2 separate regions of the Anas platyrhynchos genome follow, and region 1 is linked to region 2. A link is a contact called in public Hi-C data. All regions are on one chromosome and are shown on one strand. Each heading gives the region's core, a stretch centred on a gene start, on an enhancer-like site or on the middle of the called end of the contact. The rest is flanking DNA. Distances are from core to core; before and after follow the strand shown. Region 1 holds the start of EIF2B3 (eukaryotic translation initiation factor 2B subunit gamma). Region 2 holds the start of ARMH1 (armadillo like helical domain containing 1).

What was found. A called contact is a pair of places that touch in the nucleus more often than the background predicts.
Region 1: a contact with region 2 is called in a Hi-C map of skeletal muscle, with 2.0 times the contacts expected there. The contact joins the promoter of EIF2B3 here to the promoter of ARMH1 in region 2. A contact is called at or near these places in 3 of 8 Hi-C or Micro-C datasets (skeletal muscle and subcutaneous adipose tissue).

The regions. Positions count from the first base shown.
Region 1 is chr8:29,600,914-29,606,174 of IASCAAS_PekinDuck_T2T, forward strand. It overlaps EIF2B3 (eukaryotic translation initiation factor 2B subunit gamma), which reads right to left and starts at 3,704. Exons shown (of 12, transcript XM_027462613.3): 1 at 3,650-3,704; 2 at 3,283-3,431; 3 at 1,588-1,727. The coding sequence starts at 3,430. It overlaps HECTD3 (HECT domain E3 ubiquitin protein ligase 3), which reads right to left. Exons shown (of 21, transcript XM_027463502.3): 17 at 5,252-5,261; 18 at 5,034-5,108; 19 at 4,842-4,923; 20 at 4,696-4,767; 21 at 4,432-4,585. The coding sequence ends at 4,456.
Region 2 is chr8:29,418,831-29,424,363 of IASCAAS_PekinDuck_T2T, forward strand. ARMH1 (armadillo like helical domain containing 1) reads left to right here and starts at 1,562. Exons shown (of 12, transcript XM_072041827.1): 1 at 1,562-2,040; 2 at 4,147-4,360; 3 at 4,722-4,790; 4 at 5,318-5,484. The coding sequence starts at 4,155. It overlaps TMEM53 (transmembrane protein 53), which reads right to left and starts at 1,064. Exons shown (of 3, transcript XM_038182720.2): 1 at 932-1,064; 2 at 492-595. The coding sequence starts at 989.

The DNA.
Region 1 (5,261 bases), core at 2,454-4,953, 180 kb after region 2:
GCATATCCCGTAAGAGGCATGCGAGTGGTATGCATTTACTTGAGAAATGACTCCAAAACACGCAATGCAGCAATCTGTTCAAGAACTTAATATAGGCTTATTTCAAATAAGAGACTGCTATGTCCCTCTCTGGCCAGAGGAGCAAGGCGTGGAATAAAAGAGAGAAGCAATTACTGCCACTCAGGCACACACACAAGTTTACTGAAGAAAAGTTGTGTGGTTTTGAACGTTGCCTCATATCATCTTTAAGTCCTCTTCTGAGGGGAATTAAACAAAAAACCACAACACTGCCTCCTCCAAAGACACAGTCTATTTTCTTACCCTCACACGCTTTGCTGTGGTCTCTCAGACCTCCCCTAAGCAAACTAGCCTGGATTGCCATAAAAGTTGGATAACTAGACAGCTGGACTGATCACTCTGGACAGACAATAAAACTGTAAGGCCTGGGTCAAAATTTGCAGTACAGAGAGATTTCCTTACTGCACACACATTTAAAAAATACTAGCAAACATGTATTACAGAGGGCAGTTTTGCACACAACAAAAATATTCAGTTAATTTAGCTATGATTTTGTTGATTTTGCTTTTTGACTTTGTATCTTCTCTTTGCTCTCTGATTTATTCTAGCCTGTGCATTAATCCCTTGCCAAATCTTTCTCATTGTACCACCTGGACACCCACATTTGCCTGGAAATTTTCATCATGTCTTGATTGTCGTCTTTATCTTGGAAGTACACAGCCTCTTAGACTGCAGTTTATTACCTTCAATAAGAGCCTGAAGACAAAAGACACCTCAGGACTTTAAATGGTCCATTGATGTTCTGTTGCAACCTTTATTTAAACAGCCAATTTGGCTAAGAAGGCCTAAACAGACAGGGAACAAATCAGAAAGATTAAGTATACGGCAACCACAAAAACAAAATTCCATCCTAGATCTTGGTAAGAGCTCCAAGAAGCATTTCTACCTTACACTAGAATGCTTTTGTTTGTCCAGCTAGAAATTAAAACTCAAGAAACTATTATTTTTATTAAAGCAGCATCTGACTGCAATGAGCAGCCCTTTATCGTATTTGGGCACTGTTTATCTGAGAGCTTGTCATGGGACTAAGCCAGCAAAAGCAGAAAACTGATGCCTAATGGCAAGAGGCAAACGCAAGCTCACTCATCTATCAGTGTATTGCCTAAGATACGATGACAAAGAAAGAACATTTCTACGGAAATGCTTCCCCAAGCACCAACTGCACATCAGCTGTCACACATTATGATATTGTATGAACGCTGCCTGAACAAATACAGCCTTTTAATTTACCTGCCAGAAAGGTAACTCTGGCTAAAAAGCAGCTAGTGCCCAGCCTGGATTTGCTCCAGCCTTCCTAGCTGTCATCTGTGGTCATTCCGAGTCCTTGCCTGAGTTCCCCCACAAGATGACCTATACAAAAGTCAGGTCTTCTGCAGAGCAGGAAATCCAGTTACCTGCAATAGTATTGCATGGTACAGCTCTTAAACTATTAAAACACAATGAAAAAAAAAAAAGATTATTTTAAACAAACATCTTCCAGTCAAGTTCAATAAAAGACAATAATAATACCTTAATTTTCTGGTGAATATGCCTCAGTGAATCTGCCGTACCCATGTCTGCGTTGTCACTGATGCACACAAAGTCCAGCTTCATTTTTGTGTCCAAGTTTAACATTTTTTGGATTTCCTTCCTTGTAATCACAATGACCTCTAGGACAGAGGAAAGTGGGATGAAATCAAGCAAAAAATATATATGCTTATTACAACAATTGAATGTATCTGTATAACACCCTGTGGGCAACACCACCAAGCACAGTATCACAGCACAATAGTTAAGCTATTGCCGAGCACCAGCTTGGCAGGGGAGTGGAGTTGTTTGTAAACAACAAACTCATTCTACCTACAAAAGAAAAAAAGGGAAAAGCGTATTTGAAGCACATCGATGGTGGCATGAAAGCATATTTTCCAAAATGAAGACACAAATGAAGACTTCATCATTCCGAGATGAAGTACTTGCAGTTGGGACAAAAGGGAAGCAGCGAATCAGCCTGTGGAACACCTACTAATTCATGTAAACAAGCAGGAAGAACCCAAACATCACACGATAATAAAAACTGTGATTCAGAGAGAATTCACGCCATCAGAGTATTAGCACACAAGTGTCAGCTTGGTTGGAAGGCAGAAGCAAGAGAAAAGCAAGAAGGTGTCTGACAGCCTATAGCTGCATATCCAACCTTGCATGTCCAAATTTTTACAGGTTGTAGAAGAGTTCTTAAGAATTTCTTAATGAAACAAAACAACGGCACAGATTTACATTTATTTTTCCCTTTGTTTCTTAATGCTGACTATGTGAGTGGCATGAATCAGCAAGATGAAAGAGAAACATCTTACATCACTAACAAGTGACCTCAAACTACACATCCCTAAATGGTATAACATATGGGAAGGACAACACGTGTTAATCATGAGCTGATCCCTACAACTTCAAAGAGAAGAGCAGCAGCTAGAAAAAGAAGTCACTTTCTCAAGAGGGAGCGCAGAAGAACAGCGCAGTCACCCAGAAGAAACAGAAAAAGAAGCAGAAAGGCAAAGACAAATATAGGCATGAAAATCAGAGATGTAAATGGTACCAGGAAGTTTTATGAGTTATGGGGAATGCTTGGGGCATCGCTGAAAAGCTAAACAGAAATTTAATGACAGAGAATGCTAAAGAACCTCACCAAACGTTTATCACTTGAGCCCTCACGTGAAACAAGGCCCAGAAAACTGCTACCAGGCTGCCAGCTCCCCCTGCCCCCGCTCTGTCTAAAGGCCAGCGCTCAGCTCCGTGCTGCAACAAGGACTAAACGCCTCAAGCAAAGCACGTAACCCTGAACTTCAGGCCAGACTGGAACAACAAACTGAGAGACGCCCCAAGAGAGCCAACACGCTTCTCACGCCATTCTCATTAGCAATTCAGGGAAAGAAACAAGGGAGAGGCTCCAGGTTAACGATGCCGAGAAAGACCCCACACTTAAGCAGAGCACGTTGGTGAGAAAACCCTTGGTGAGGGGGGCAGCAGGAAGGCAGCACGCACAGATGCGGCGTAGAGTTAAAAGTAAAGGATGCTGTGTTGGTGAGGAGCAGTCAGCATCTGGTCTGGTGTGGGGAGGAGGCCTGTGTGTGGAGGTGTGGAGACGAGCAGCGACAAGACAATGCGTGACAAGGAGGAAAGGCTGACAGCGGCAGAGGTGGCTGCAGGACACCGGGCAGTGCCCTTCCTCACCTTCGAAGCCGGCACGCTCCAGCAGGTTGAGCGGGTACCACAGCAGGGGCCGGTTGCCCACGGGCAGCAGCGGCTTGGGGATGCTGGCCGTCAGGTCCGTCATGCGGGAGCCGCCGCCCGCCGCCATCAGCACGGCCTGGAACTCCATCCTGCAACGGCACCCGCGGGGCGCGTCACGGCCGGCACGGGCCCAGCCGGGCCCCACCGGGCCCAACCCGGCCCCCGGCCCCCCAGCACCCGCCGTGAGGCACCGGCAGCACCGGTGCGTTGCGTTAAGCCACGCCACATCACGTTAAGTTACCTTAAATCACGTTAAATTGTATTAAATTGCGTTAAATTGTGTTAAATGCCGTTACCGGCCCGTTACCTGCGCGCCGCTCCCCGCCGGCTCCCAGCGCCTCCCTGACAGCACCGCAATGGCGGCGCCGGCGCGCAGCGCGCATGCGCGGGGACTGCCGAGCGGCTCGAGGAGCGCCGAGAGCATCGATGCACCCCCTCCCACCGGCAGGGAGGAGAGAGGAGCGCCGAGTCATCGATCGGCTGGGGGGGGGGGCGAGGGGACAGCGCCCCCTGGGGGGGGGCATGGGGGGGGTAGGGGACATGGGGGGGTTATAGGGTGAGCTGCATAATGGGGGGGGTTATGGGGTGCACTGAGGGCAGCAGCTCGCAGGGCGCCTCGCAGGGGGGTATTTTATGGGGTGCATTGTGTGGGGGCATTTTATGGGGTCATTTATGGGGGTATTTTATAGGGTGTCTTGTATGGGGGCACTTTTTGGGGTGCGTCCCCCACCAGGCGCGTCCCAGGAAGCTCAGCCCATCACTCAAGTGCTTTGAGACCACAGAAGGCACCAGGCTCCTGGGATAAGGGGATGGGGGTGCAGGGCAGAGAGGGGGTGGCGCTGAGCACCCCACCCTCCCCATTGCCGTCCCATGCCCCGAGGAGAGGCAGGGCACGGCCTTTGGGATGGGGGCAGCGGGGCAGGGCGCACCCCCCCAACAAAGGACATGCAGCACGTCCACATCCCCATCACTTCATGGGGACACCCAGGCTGGAGGTGGCAGTTGGTGGCCCCCAACCCCTGCGCCCATATTCAAGGGGGGGGATGGGACACGCAGCCCCCACACCCCCCATACTCTCCACACCACAGCCACGAGCACAACCCCGTGTTTTTATTACACAAAATATCTCCACAGCTCGGGGGAGTCGACGGCCACCTCCAGGCCCGCGGGCTCGTCGGTGTCGGTATCAATGGACATGCAGTTGTACACGGCGTAGCGCAGCAGCTCCTCGCAGGCCTGGGCCCTGCAGGCAAGACACCAGGTTATGGGGTTATATCGGGGACAGGCACCAGACCCCCCCCAAACGTCCCCACAGAAGGCAGGACGAGCGTCCCAGTCCCCGGCTGCACTCACGAGGAGTAGTTGGGCAGGTACAAGGTGCAGGAGCACGTGGAGGCTTGGGGCATCACGTCCAGCTGCTCCGTTCTTGGAGGAAGAAAGGAGAAAAGGGTCAGGCCCTGCGCCACGGGGACACGGCCGGGCAGGATGCCGAGACTCACCCCGACCTGTCTGGGTAAACGAGGATCTGCACCGGGAGGCGGCTGCGGCCCGTCACGAACTTGAGGAAGCGGCTGAGGTCCTCTGGGGAAGGACAGGGGACAGGTTTGGGGTCACCCCCAGGCGGGATGCTGCGAGGGGAAGGGACATCCCGGCCTGGCGGTGAGGAGCGGGGAAGGCACGGGGCCGCTCACCGCTGGTGAAGTTGCTGAGCGCCTCCAAGAAGATCCGGATGCGGGGGTCGTCGGAGTTCAAGTCCTCAAACGTGACTGCAGCGAGGAGCAAACGCCTCGTTAGGGGCTCCCAGCAAAGGGAATTCACGCGGGGTGCCCCGTGCAAAGGGCGGCCGCTCGCCCCCGCTGCTCAGCATGGGGCAGGGTGCGTGCAGCCTCACACCATCCCTGGCACTTACTGAACGCCTT
Region 2 (5,533 bases), core at 312-2,811:
TGCTTCACAGATGGGATATAACAAATTGGAGCTGTGACATTTTTATGGATTAATTTTACAGAAGGGAAGAGCTGGCGGGATGACAGATGCTGATATGCTGTCACTCCTCAGCCTGGCCTTGCTGAGCCTGTGCTGTGCCCTGTCAGCTGGCAGTAAATGTGTTTTTCCCCTAAAACAGCTAATGCAGTTCACATCCTTCACAAATAATCTCCCAGCTTTAACACCCTATTTCAAGGCCGGCCCAGTGGTTTGCAGAACAGCAGAAAGCCTCTCCCAGAAGCATTTTTATGTTGTGTGCACAAAGGTGACACCAGCAGCTACCAGATAACACCCCCTCGGCTCCTGGACGCTGGGAGCTCTCAGTGACACCCAGAACCCACCCGCACCTCCCAGCGACCCCAGACAGGGCCTTTCAGAGCCGTTTCACCACGGGAACACGAAGCAGGGATCTCCCCAGGATGCGAGCAGAGACGAGGAGGCGAGCCGCTCACCTTCTGGCTGTAGATCGCACTGTACTTAGCCAGGTACCTGTCCTGGCAGCCCGCCCAGCCCAGCAGGATCACCACGGGCTGGCAGCCGGTCTCCGCGGCGCTCCCTGGAACACAGAACGGCACCGTCAGCTCCCCCCGCTCACCGCACGGACCCCACAGAACCCCATAGGCCCCCCACAGGCCCCCACAGGCCCCCACAGCCCCCCACAGGCCCCCCACAGGCCCTCATAGACCCCTCACAGGCCTCCACAGGCCCCTCACAGGCCCCCACAGGCCCCCACAGCCCCCCATAGGCCCCCCACAGACCCCCCACAGACCCCCACAGGCCCCCCACAGGCCCCCCACCCCCTGAGGCTCCCCCCTGCCCTTGTGGTCCCCCCCTCACGCCCAGCACCCCCAGACCCCGCTCCCGGCCCCCTCCCATCCCTCCCGGTGCCCACCGCGGGCCTCCCCCGCCGCCAGCTCCACCACAGCGGCCTCCAGCCCGCGCGCCCCCATGGCCGCCTCCTCTCCTCCTCCTCCTCCTCCTCCTCCTCCTCCCTCCGCTTCCGCTCTCCCCACCGGAAGCCCCGCCCCCCCGCGCCTCCCGTAGCCAATAGGATCACAGAGCGGCCGCCCCAGCCTCGTTCTGCCTCCCGCCGCCCCGCCTCCCGTTTCCTTAGCGACGCGGCCTTAGCAACCGCCGGCGGCCGGGAGCCCCGCCCACCTGGGGGGAAAGCGGGCCGCCCATTGGGCCGAGGGGAGGGGGAGGCGGCTCGCGATTGGCTGCGGGGAGGTGTCCATCATCCTGAGGGGAAGCGGGCGCCCCCTCAGGGTCGGGGGCGGCGGGGCCGGGGGCGGAGGGGTCTGAGGGGGCCGGGGGGGGCCCGGCGGGGTCTGAGGGGACGGGGCCCCCTGAGGGGGGGCGCAGGGGGTGGGGGAGGACCCCGGGGTGAGGGTTTGGGGCTGGGGGGGCGGAGGGGAAGGGGTTTGGGGGGGAGGGGGAAGGGCAGGGTGAGGGGTGAGGGGTGAGGCCTAGGGGGTGAGGCCTGAGGGGGTGGGTGAGGAGCTGGGGGGGTGGGCACGGCTGTCAGAGGGGGTTGGGGGGGGTGGGGGGCACTGGGGGGCACTGGGGAGAGTGTGGAGGGGCTGTGGGGAGGGGCTGTGGGGAGGGGCAGGGTGCCCAGGTGAGGGGAGGACCCTCCGGGGCAGCAGCCTTTGGGTTTTGCCCAGGGCCCGTGGGGCCTGGCGGTGCGGGATCCAAAGGTAGCTCCACATCACCCGGCCTGCCCGCGGGTCCAAGGCTGCGCCTCACGCCTGGCAGCGCCAGCCTGCCTTTTGGTCTGGTTTAGCAGTAGGTGGCATGCAAACAAGCGCCGAGCTGCCCCGCCATCCCTAAAATCGCTCGTGTTTTTCTTGGCAGGAGAAAGGAACTGCCCTGACCCCAGCCCTGGTGTGTTTGTTAGGTCCGGTGGGCTGGGGAGGCAGCACAGCGCCGGTGAGGGCAGAGTTTGGAGCTAGCAAAGAGGAGTTATGTGGCGTTTTTAGCGCTGACAAACAACTCAGGCAAGTCATTTAACTGCCCTGTATGTATCTGTGTGTTCCCATATGTAAAGTGGCAGTAATAAAAATACTCGGGTACGTTTTCAGGGTGCTTTGCAATGTCAGCTTAAAGAGCACTATGTCAGCAGATGCTGTTGTTATAGCAGCCAGGGACTGATACCGCCGTATCCTCAGAAGTCTCGTGATCATTTTTTCAAGCTCATTTTTCTTCACCGTTGATTCATGGGCAAGCTCTTTGTATCAATAAAATCCTCATGTCTTAAAGCTGGTGCTGGTTTTTCTGAACAGTGGAAGCTACTGTAGCTTTAAAATAAAAATAGGGCAGCATTACACCACCAGCATCTCAAACATAAATATGGAAACATTAATTTAGAATCAATTTTAGGATGTTTCAGACTGTAAAGTTCTTTTAACAAGATCTCTGTTGAGGACAGAGGAGCACTTTATGGGACTGTAAATTTCATGCAAACAGTCTCAGTGAAATACAGATTCCTCCTACATACTAGCTGTTCTCTCAATATCAATCATACGCCTTGCAAGTAATGTTTCACAAATATTCTGTAAATCACGGGAAAATGCTCGCAATAATGTGAAATATGACTTTCACTTGACTGTTTCACCAGAGGCCCCTAACAGGCCATTCTCCTGTCAGCACTAACATTTGTTATGGCTAATAACACTTTCAATCACAACTATTTTGGGAAAATGGATTTATTTTAAACCTGCTTCCCCGCAAAGGAGATCCTGAAAACGCCCTGCCAAGGACACAGGCTCCTTTCAGAGCACAGACCGTTAATTCCCAAATGAAATTTCGTCTCATCTTAAGTCTCAATCCTTGTGTCTTGGCCAACTTTTTGAAGTCTTTGTTTGTTTGTTTTCCGTCACTGAGATACTTTTCACCTCTTGGTCATTGTTTTCAGCAGGGTTCAGATAATAGCAATAGAAAATTATTTTGAGCATACGTCCTGGGGATATTTTGGAGCTTTTTTGGTACTTCGCTCCAAATTCTTGAGGAACAGGCTTAAGAACTTTGCAGATAGCTAATTGTTAATCTTGGTGACTTGGATTATTTTGAAAGAAACTTCTTATTCTGAAACCCAGGAGTTTTCTGTCATTTTAACTTTTTGGCAGATAAACCATACTTTAAATAAAACCTGAAATGGTGCTTGTCTTAGGTACCACATACACGTCAGCAGAATTCTTGACTACACACATGAAGGGAAGGTTTAGTCCTCTGGTGTTTCATCCCTCTACAAAGTGCACGTTGCCGTTTGTCAGGTTGGAATAGGGGGACATCCTACTGAGGTAAAAGCGTGGCAAAGTAATTTGGTAAAACACAGGTTGCTTTGTGGGATTGAAGGAAGTGCAGACAAGGGATGTTTGTGGAGCTTTGTCTTCTTGCCTGTAGTTCTTATTATTTCAGTCCTTAGATTTTTTAATGATGGACCACTGAAAACTCAGAATGTGCACATAGAAATTAAACAAGAAAAAAAAAAAAAAAGCAATTTTTCCACCATGCCAAACGGTCCCAAGCCATTTTGCCACTGCCCAGGCCAAACCTCCTCCTGGAATGGATGTGGGCCCAGCCCCAGTGACTCGCTGCACCCTGTGGGTGAGAGCAGGCTGCACCGCTGCACACTAACAGGCATTTACAGCCCCCTTGACCCTGTCACTCCCCATAAATCCATACCTATTTGTGCTCTCATTTCACTCTATTTACTCTCTGGTAGGTCAGATATGAGATGCAGTGTTCATATCATGAACCTAGCAAGAAACCAAAGTGGGGGGAATGAGTAACATCAAAATGACTTTATTAACACAGCGGAGAAGAGAGTTCCTGTGGTGAAGCCAGCTGCCCTTGGAAAATAATCTCAAGTCTGTTGCGGATTCTCTGTGCAGCTTCAGGCTTACCAGAAACTCTCCTTTTAGCTCAGTTTTGCTGTTTATGAAACAAGTGTAGGAAAAAGATGTAATAAATGGCTAGTAAGTGCTTTTATATTAATATTTAATTTGCCAGAGAACATTTTAAATGTGATTCTGGTGGTAATTCCTCAATACAGACTTCTTCTGTCTTTAAGGCCTTTTTTTTAACTTCTCACTTTTCTTTAGGCAGAAGAGATCATGGCTTCTGTCAAAGAGCAGGAGGCCATCAGGAAGCTCATGGTTTTCCTGCAAGAATGGGACAGTGGTCACAAAGTTGCTCGAAGCCGCGTCCTGGACAGCTTCATCAAAAGCAATAATGGCAAGACAGAACCAGAGCTGGAGCTGGAATTCTCCCAGGGAGCCAGCTTGTTTCTGGCTCGCCTGACAGCGTGGCTCAGGATGACGTATCTGTTTCCTTGGAAAGCTGAGCGTGGCGCGTGGTAGTGGGATGGAGAGGAAGGGGATGTTCTCTAACAAAAAAATGTTCAAAGAATAAGTAGAGAGATCCATATCCAGCTGCAGGGGAAAAAATAGCTATCTGAAGATGGAACTGAGGAAAAAGTCATGTAGTTTGACTCTCAGGAACCTAGAAATTAGTGGTTTTTCTCCTGTTGGGGTGAGCGTGCTGCCTCTGCACACCTTTGAGAGGAAGTTCCATGCTCCCTCTAACAAAGTGGGTACCCAGGTTCAGAGCTCCACATTGCCAGAGTTGCCGGGGGGGGCACCAGGATGGTCTGTCATTCCCTCCTTAGCCTTATCGAACAGCTACATGCACAGCACGTGCCTTGACAAGCTGCTCAAGTCTATTGGCATCTTCTTATCTGCTGCAGGCGGGTGAGTAGAGAACGTAGCTGCGTGAGAGGTGCATGCGAGGGTGGCAGGGTTCAGGAAAGAAAGAAGATAACAGGTCCTGGGCAGGCTTTTGGAAGGGCTGTTTAAACATTTCATGCAGGGCAGGCCCCAGCAAGGGCTGTGGCTTACTGCAAGTAGGATTTTCAGATGTTCCCAAAACCCAATCCACTGCTTGCCCATCACCAGAGCCGCTGGGTCACTGGCATGGTGTGGGAGGAATGTGTTGGGAGCACGAGTGCAGCAATGGGGCTTTCTGTGCCTGCCGTTCAGTGTCTGAAATGAGCACAGAGGGAAAACAGGAGCTGGTGACCTGCTGCAGAGCATGCTGCTGGCGGCGCCTGCTGCAGCCATCCCAGCTCAGCCCCAGGCACCTCGTGTTGGGTGTCTGGCACCAGGGCCCTGCTACAGCGAGGCAGGAGGTGACAGATCCCAGGAGCACAGAGTGCTCGCTCGGGAAGATGGGCTCCAGGGCCGGTGACATTTTGGGCTTTGTTCCCCCATCCCTGCAGGCGCAGATACCTTATTGAATTTCTGGAGATCGGAGGTGTCATGACTCTCCTGGAAATACTAGGGCTGAACCACCTGAAAGAAGAGGACAAAAGGGAGTCTGTCAAGCTGCTCCAGCTCGTCGCAAACGCTGGCAGGAAGTATAAGGAGCTCATTTGTGAGAGCTACGGTAGGCGGCGTGTCCATCTGCGCTTTTTCCTAATTCAGCCGAGGATGTT